Regions from separate parts of the Mus musculus genome. Here region 2 is linked to region 1. Evidence: chromatin contacts called from public promoter capture Hi-C data. All regions are on one chromosome and are shown on one strand. Each heading gives the region's core, a stretch centred on a gene start, on an enhancer-like site or on the middle of the called end of the contact. The rest is flanking DNA. Distances are from core to core; before and after follow the strand shown.

Region 1 (3,806 bases), core at 965-3,464:
CTCTTTAAGTGAAACAAACTAAAACCTATGGGTAATAGGGGGAGTGAGCTCATATAAGCATCTGTGTCGGTCAATTTCAGTTGTCAGCTTGATTGCATCACAACATGCCCAGGGTATCAGTGAGGCGCACGGCTAAGTAAATGTGTCAGAATATTTCCAGAAAGGATTACCCGAGGAGGCAAGACTCACCCTGGATGTAGGCATCACCAACTTGTGGACTGGGCTCCAGAACTGGCTTAAAAAGATAAAGATAAAACAAACCTAAATGCCAGCATCTGCCTCTCTCTGCCCAGCCTGTGGATGCTCAGATGAATCATGCCCCTGAGGCCACACCTTCCCTACGGTAGAGGGCTGCATCCTTTCTAGCCATGAGCCAAATTAAACTTTTGGTAGGTGGTGTTTAAAGCGTCCCCCTGTCCCCACCGTAATTATTTATTACTATTTATTTGAAATATTTATTTAAATGCTATTAAATGTATATTTTATATATACATCCATGTATATACTGTCACACTGATTTATTTAAATGTGTTGGAGGTGTGTCAAGCACGCCGGGTGCATTTGTGACAGTTAACAGGCAACTTGTGGGTGTTGGTTCTCTCCATCGACCACATGGGTCCTTGGGGTCAAACTTGGGTTTTCAGGCATGGCAGCAATCACTTTTACCCACTAAGCCAGCTCACTGGCCCACGACCTATTCTTTTATGCTATTATTATAGACTAATAAATCACATGCATTTTAAAATGTAAATCGGAGTCTAATATGTGAGTAAAATTAGCCCATGCTAGTCTAAGACTCGCCATGGAAACTTAAACTGAATCTTCTGCCCCCAATTCCTACGTCCAATGCTTTACAAGTGTGAGCCACCTCACCGAGCTCAACTATGCAAACATTGAAAACTCACACTTAGGAAGAGATTGCCTATCAAGTACTCCACACAGTTCTTCCCTCATCCAGCAACTCTGAGGCTCCATGAGAGGGGCTTCCAGAGATGTGGGGAACAGCCTAAACTAGCTGTGGATCTGAGCTGTCAAAAACTTTTGTGAACACAGACCCTATTGGACCCTCAATCCTACCTTGTTCTTTATCACTTCACCATTGTGGGGACACAGGGAATTTCCGGGTGCTACTGATTCCAGGAAAGGGTGGTGATCCACCCCATGGTCAGTGGGAACAGCCTTGGACCCAGCATGCTTTTGGTAGGTGGTGTTTAAAGCGTCCCCCCGCCCCCACCGTAATTATCTATGAAGGACTGAGCTGGGTGGGTGCCTGTGGTGTGCCAGATTTTCTAAAGCGGATGAAATATTTGAACTGGTTTTGTCTTGGTTTTAATTTTTTAAATTTAATTTTATTTTAATTTCTTTATTTTTTGGTGTTTTTGGTTTTTAGATTTTGGTTTTGGTTGGTTGGTTGGTTGGTTGGTTGGTTTGGTTTGTTTGTTTTAAAAGGGCCCGTGAGACGGCTTACCAAGTAAACACACTTGCCACCAAACCTGATGATGTGAGTTCGATTGTGGAAGGAGAGAATCAGGTCTGCAAGTTGTCCTCTGATTGCCACAGACACACAGACACACACACTAAATAAATATCTTTTAAAATAATTGAGCTGAGAACTATACAAAAAGTTTCCTTAGAAACTCCATCTTTCAAGTTCCAGTCTCTATCTGCTCCGAATAAAGAGCACTGTGTTTACATAGTCCCGGGACATCCAGATACCCGGGAGAGGTTCTGATCCTGGACTCTGGCCAATAACTGAGAGACTGAGTAAAATCCCACCTGTTTTCTCTTAACTAGGCCCCCTCAGAAGACCCACAAACCCAGGGATACCCAGGTAAAAAAAGAAGCACACTGCTTCTCTCTGGTGAATTGGAAGGACTTGATTCAGCCAGACACCAGGCACTCCGATCCTGAAGACAGTGCAGGAGGGTGCCTCCTGCACAGGGTGCCCCAGAGGAACACCTGACCCCAGACTCCCCTGCCCTGAGCAGGTTTATAGGCCAAGCAGGAGCCCCTCACCTACCTGCTCAGAAGCCTTACAAAACTGCAATCCAGGCTCAGGACGGTCAGGAGAGAGAGAAGTGTGGTGGGGCAGGGTCCTGTGGGGAAGAGCGATTAGAAGAGGCAGGAGCAGCTGAAGGGCAGCCTGAGCTCCTAGGTTTCCTCTCAGACCCTGCTCTATCTATGTTGGCCCAGATGTAAGTCCCCAACTTCTAGGCGTGAGCCCTGCCTGCCTCCTCCCCAAGGGGCGGGGCCTGGTGCCCGAACAGCTTTCAGTTTCAGTTCCTGGAAATGGCTAGTTTTCGGGAGTTAGCACTCAGAGGCCAAGTTCTTCTTCAGAGGGGGGAGGAACTCTGTCGGCCGCTGGCCAGTTGGGGAGGTCAGAAGTCTGCCCGTGAAGCCTGCCATTCAGACTTCGGTCAGAGCTGCCTGGACTGACCCTGCTACCTCCCTTCCCGGAGCCCCTAGTGCTCAGATGATAGCACCTAACCCTGGGAGACGCTCATCTTCAGATCCAGTGCGTTCCAGAACTATGGGAGTGATAGGGTTTGAGGATCGCCGAAGGAAGACCCCCGACTCAAATAGTATATAAAAGAAAAGTCAGTGTATTCTGCAGAAATTACCAGCATTCTGAGGTCAACCATTCATCAAAATGGCGGCAGCCTGAGGGGCTTTAACGCAGGGGAAATTTTCAGAAGCGTTAGGTAACCTCTACTATGATCAGTAAGGGGCAAAGCAGTGACATTAGTACAATTTTTATTGGTTACTAGGTTAGTTTCATTATATTTGGTGAGACCTTGAAGAAGTTCAGACAGGAGCTCAGCTCTGGTCTTGGTATCTTCTCCAGCCATGTGTCCCAAGATCTAACTCAGCTCCAGACTGAGTCAGGGTCGGCACTGATCTAGGCTTATTGTCAGTGGCTTCCTCTGAGGATCCCAGTGTGCTTCCCCGGGGAACTGAAATGTTTCTTTCCCAGGGTTCTTAGTGGACCTCTCAAGAGCAGCAGACCCTTCACAAGGCTGCTCCTTGTAGCTGCTCCCCTTGTTCACTAGTTCTCTCGATCCCTCCTACCAGGGAGCCCTTCTAATCTACCCTGTCATCTTACCCTATCTCCAGTGTGGTCTCTTCTCACTCGTGATTCCTCAGAGTTCAGGAGACACAGTACCTGGCTTGCCCTGTGTTATTGATGACCTTGGGAGTAGAGGCCTGTAACTATTAAGCTGGTGTCCGTATTTCACACCACAGTCAGAACAGGTCTGGGGGTTTCAGGGCAAGGCTCATTAAAGAACCCATCAATGTCAGATCCCGAGGATATCCTGTGGACCATGTGTGGCAAGCCTACCTTCTATCGGTCCCTGACTTCCTCTTCCCTCACTCTTCAGTGTCTGGGCTGCTCTGAGCTCCTCCAAACTCCTGCCTTGATGTTCCAACAGGTGGAGAAGTGCTTCCCAGGGCCACACAACATCCTCCTCCCCTCCAGTCCTCAGCCTGGGTTGGTCTCTACAAGACAGCTGCACTGTCCCAAGGTGCTGTTACCTGCTTGATGCCTGCTGTTTTTTTTAGTCAGGGTTTCTATTCCTGCACAGACATCATGACCAAGAAGCAAGTTGGGGAGGAAAGGGTTTTTTTAGCTTACACTTCCACATTGCTGTTCATCACCAAAGGATGTCAGGACTGGAACTCAAGCAGGGCATGAAGCAGGAGATGATGCAGGGGCCATGGAGGGATGTTACTTACTGGCTTGCTTCCCCTGGCTTGCTCAACTTGCTTTCTTATAGAACCCAGGACCACCAGCCCAGGGATAGCAC
Region 2 (3,806 bases), core at 756-3,255, 92 kb before region 1:
TCCTTCCTCACTCACCTTGGGCTTCCTGCTTCCTCCTGGCCTCTGAACACCAGGCTCTCTCTGTGGTGTGTGTGAGAGGGGCCTGCTTAGGTACATCTGAAGGTGCAGGAATCAAAGAGGGTTCCCAGGAGAACGTGTGGCCCGCAGAGCACTCCCATACAAGCTCTCCTTCACCACCTCCAGGCCCCCGGAGCCCGGGCACTAGGCCGCATTCCCGGCTGTGTGTGTGAGACAGGAGCACCAGGTACTGCAGACCCTTCCGAGGCCCAGGCTCTGGAGCTGGAGGTAAGATGAAGCAGTCATGCAAGGACCAAGAAAACCACTCAGGCCATCCTAACCCTCTAAACCCACTGGCAACCTCAGGACATATACGACATCGGTTTATTTGTTTTTTTCTAATCTTTTTTAAAGATTTATTTATTTTATGTATGTAAGTACACTGTAGCTATCTTCAGACACACCAGAAGAGAGCATCAGATCCCATTACAGATGGTTGTGAGCCACCATGTGGTTGCTGGAAACTGAACTCAGGACCTCTGGAAGAACAGTCAACGTTCTTAACTGCTGAGCCATCTCTCCATGCCCAGACATTGGGTTTTTTCTTTTTTTAAGCATTCTTTTAAAAATATTTTATTTGTCATTAGCTTTGTATATCTGTGGGTGTGTGCACATGAGTGCAGGTGCTCCTGGAGGCCAGGGATGTTGGATCTCCCTGCAGCTAGAGTTCCACACAGTGAGCCTCCTGCCATGAGCACTAGGAAGGAAAGGAATTTGGGTTCCTCTGCAAGAGCAGCACACCACCCAGCCATTGCTTCAGCCCCTGAAGAGTTTGAAGGGATCTTGTTTTTGTTTTCAACCTAGATGCACAGTTGTTTGTTGTTTTGGTTTGGTTTAGAGCCGGGACAAACACACCCAAAGGTCCCAAGGCAAAGCTCCTTTCCCACAGGCATGGCAGCAGGCTTATTTTGGGCTTGTCCTCTTCCCGAACCCAGTAGGAGCTTCTGATCCATTTCTCTTGAGACATTCAGTCTCTAGGAGGCGCCACTACCTGTTAACGTCTTTTACCTACCTGCACAGAGGACACAGCCTGAAGAAGTGTACCTGCCAGAGAGGAGCTTGGTGTCAGCTCAGAGCCAACCACCCTCAAGTCTCCGCACTCACACACTTACAGGGCCAACCCTACAGACCTCCCATTCGCTGGGGCTAGGAGGGGAGGAGCAGGCCCACCCTGCCCAAACGAGAAACCCAAGGCTGTAGGAACCGGCTTGGGGCTGTGTCTCGGTGCCCTCCTTGGTCCCTCCCGGCCCCTAACCGGTCCAACAGGAACTTGGCGAGCTGCGAGTGCAGGGAGAAGCCCAGCCGCTCCTTGAGGAGGCACCACTGTTCCATGTGGCCGCCCAGGCGGATGCGGCACTTGCTGCGGCGCGCGTCCAGCTGCCTGCGCTTCTCCCGCCGGCGGCGGGATGCGTCTGCCACCGGAGAGGCCATAGACGTGCGGGCCTACGGGAGGAACGTGCTGTCGTCGTCGGGGCTTTCGGGACAGACACAGCCCCTCGCTCCGTCTGCAATGAATGGGGAGACCATAGTGCCTCCGCAGCGCTCGCGCCTCTCGGATCCAGCCACCCCTTCTTAGAGCCAGGGAGGACACTTGGAACACGGGGGTCGCAGGCAGGGGGAAAAGACTGGAAACTTGCTCTCCTTGTCTGGAGGCGGCCAGGTCTGCGTGCAGCCGCGCCTTGGCCTTCTCCCTGCCTCCCATGCAGGGGAAGCCCACCCAGCAATGCTAGGACACCGGGCCAACCCTCGTGGGGTCTTACCTGCACGCCCCAACCCGCCTTTGCCCAAACTGCGCCTGCGCTCCCCGGACCCGCGTGCTCACTCCGAAAGCCACAGAAGGACCGGGGCCCACCGCGCGCGCCGCCGCTGTTTCTCTTTTAAGAAGAAACCGTCCCCCCTCGGCGTCAGGAGGCTACGGCCTGGACTTGCAGCGGGAAGACAGCTGTCTGCGCCTGCGCCCCGGGAGCCCCGTGCAAAGCCTGCCGGGAATTGTAGTTAGCCTTAGTCCTGAACGACTGTCTGGGATTCTGTCGTCATTGCTCCTTCTATTAGCATCTCTGCCTATCAGTTGCCACCAAGCAAACGCGAGCTGCAGCATCCGCCAGCTGAAGCCAACTAGAGTCCTTTCTGAACCGCGAGACCACCCTCCAGCTGCAACCTATAACCTGCCACCATCCACACGAGAAGTTGCCTACACTTTGTACAGACTCTGATTTCACATCGTCTACAAATGGCTCTGATGGAGTTATTTCTATCAAGAGACTGCAACGGCACTTGTCAACGGCACAAGTTTTTTATTTTCTGTTTTGCTTGAAACAAGGTCTCATGTAATTCAGGCTGGTGTCCAAACTCACCATGTAGCCAAGATAGCCTTGACTCCTGCCTCCACTTTTGAAGTACTGAGATTAAAGGCCTGCACCTCTCTATGTTGCTAAATGAAGTGACCAATTCTGTTGCCTCTCTGCCCCAGAATGGAGAAGAGTTTAGCTCTCTCCTCTTGCCACACATTCATCTCACTTTCTTCTCAACTTCACTGTCAGACTAGACTTTGTCTGCTCCTGGTTTTCTCCCGCTTGGCTGGATCCTCTTCTCTCTTAGATCCTTCTGTTACCAAAAGATGGAATGGACTAGGCTCAGGTCCCTGGCAAGCCTCTCTTTTAGGTATGCTCTTGGGGGGGGGGGGGTGATGTAATTAGATCACCCATTGATTGATGTTTCTGGCTACCCTTTTGGGATTCCAGACTCCTTTGACTGCCCAGTTGACTCTCCATGGTTAAATGGCTTAATATACTTCATGTTTATAAAGAATTTACAAGTGCCTGGCACAAGGGAGTCCACAATGAACAGCCTTAGGGCTCAAACCTCACTCCAAGTCACTTGCACTACTGACTGTTTTCTGTAGCAAATCACTACAAACTTGACAACTCAAAACAGCAGAAATTTACTCGCTTACAGTTTTGGAGGTCTGCACCAAAGTGCTGAACAGGGCTACAGGTCAAGCAAGAGCTCTAAGAGAGTTTTCTCCTTGCCTTTTTTATCTTCCAGTGGTGACCAGCGTTCTGGGACTTCTGGCCATATCACATAAGCTTCTGACTCCACACAGCCTTGCTCTAGTGCAACCCTTCCTCTTCTTTCAAACACAGTCCACTTGGGTAATCCAGAGGACCTCCCATTTCAACACCTCAAACAGTTATAACTGCAAAGTGTTGGCTACAAAAAAAAAGCAACTTTCACATATTCTAGTAGTTAGAACACGGATGTTTGGTGAAACTATGTTTCAGCATGCAGTATGATCATCATAGACTGTTGAGGCATCTCATCAGAGAAAGATGCTTGCTGAGCAAGTCTGGGGCCTCAGTTTAATCCCTAGAACCCAGCATTAGGGTGGAAGGGGGAGAATGGCCTCTAAAGTTGTCCTCTGGTCTCCACAGACACGAGGCATGGCACTGATGCTCACACACGATATGTACGCACAAAATAATTTTTATTTTTAAAGATGATCACCACATGTGGTGGCACACACTTTAATCCCAGCACCTAAGAAGCAAAGGTAGAGCCGGGCAATGGTGGCGCACGCCTTTAATCCCAGCACTCGGGAGGCAGAGGCAGGTGGATCTCCTAGTTCGAGGCCAGCCTGGTCTACAGAGTGAGTTCCAGGACAGCCAGGGCTACACAGAGAAACCCTGTCTCAAAAAAACCAAAAACCAAAAAAAAAAAAAAAAAAAAGCAGCAGCAGCAAAGGTAAATGG

What was found. Capture Hi-C pulls out chosen DNA fragments and counts their contacts.
Region 2: a contact with region 1 is called in a promoter capture Hi-C map of liver. The contact joins the promoter of Zfp692 here to the promoter of Irgm2 in region 1. A contact is called at or near these places in 7 of 39 promoter capture datasets (3T3-L1-derived adipocytes, embryonic stem cells, liver and 4 more), 13 of 484 Hi-C or Micro-C datasets (B cells, CD4 T cells, CD8 T cells and 8 more), 6 of 115 datasets of contacts at active chromatin or transcription factors (CD8 T cells, bone marrow-derived macrophages, embryonic stem cells and 1 more) and 3 of 9 other capture datasets (adipose tissue, liver and pancreatic islet).

Annotation. Positions count from the first base shown.
Region 1 is chr11:58,213,385-58,217,190 of GRCm38.p6, reverse strand. Irgm2 (immunity-related GTPase family M member 2) reads right to left here and starts at 2,214. Exons shown (of 2, transcript NM_019440.3): 1 at 2,021-2,214.
Region 2 is chr11:58,305,268-58,309,073 of GRCm38.p6, reverse strand. Zfp692 (zinc finger protein 692) reads right to left here and starts at 2,005. Exons shown (of 12, transcript NM_182996.3): 1 at 1,818-2,005; 2 at 1,313-1,562; 3 at 1,070-1,101; 4 at 16-279. The coding sequence starts at 1,488.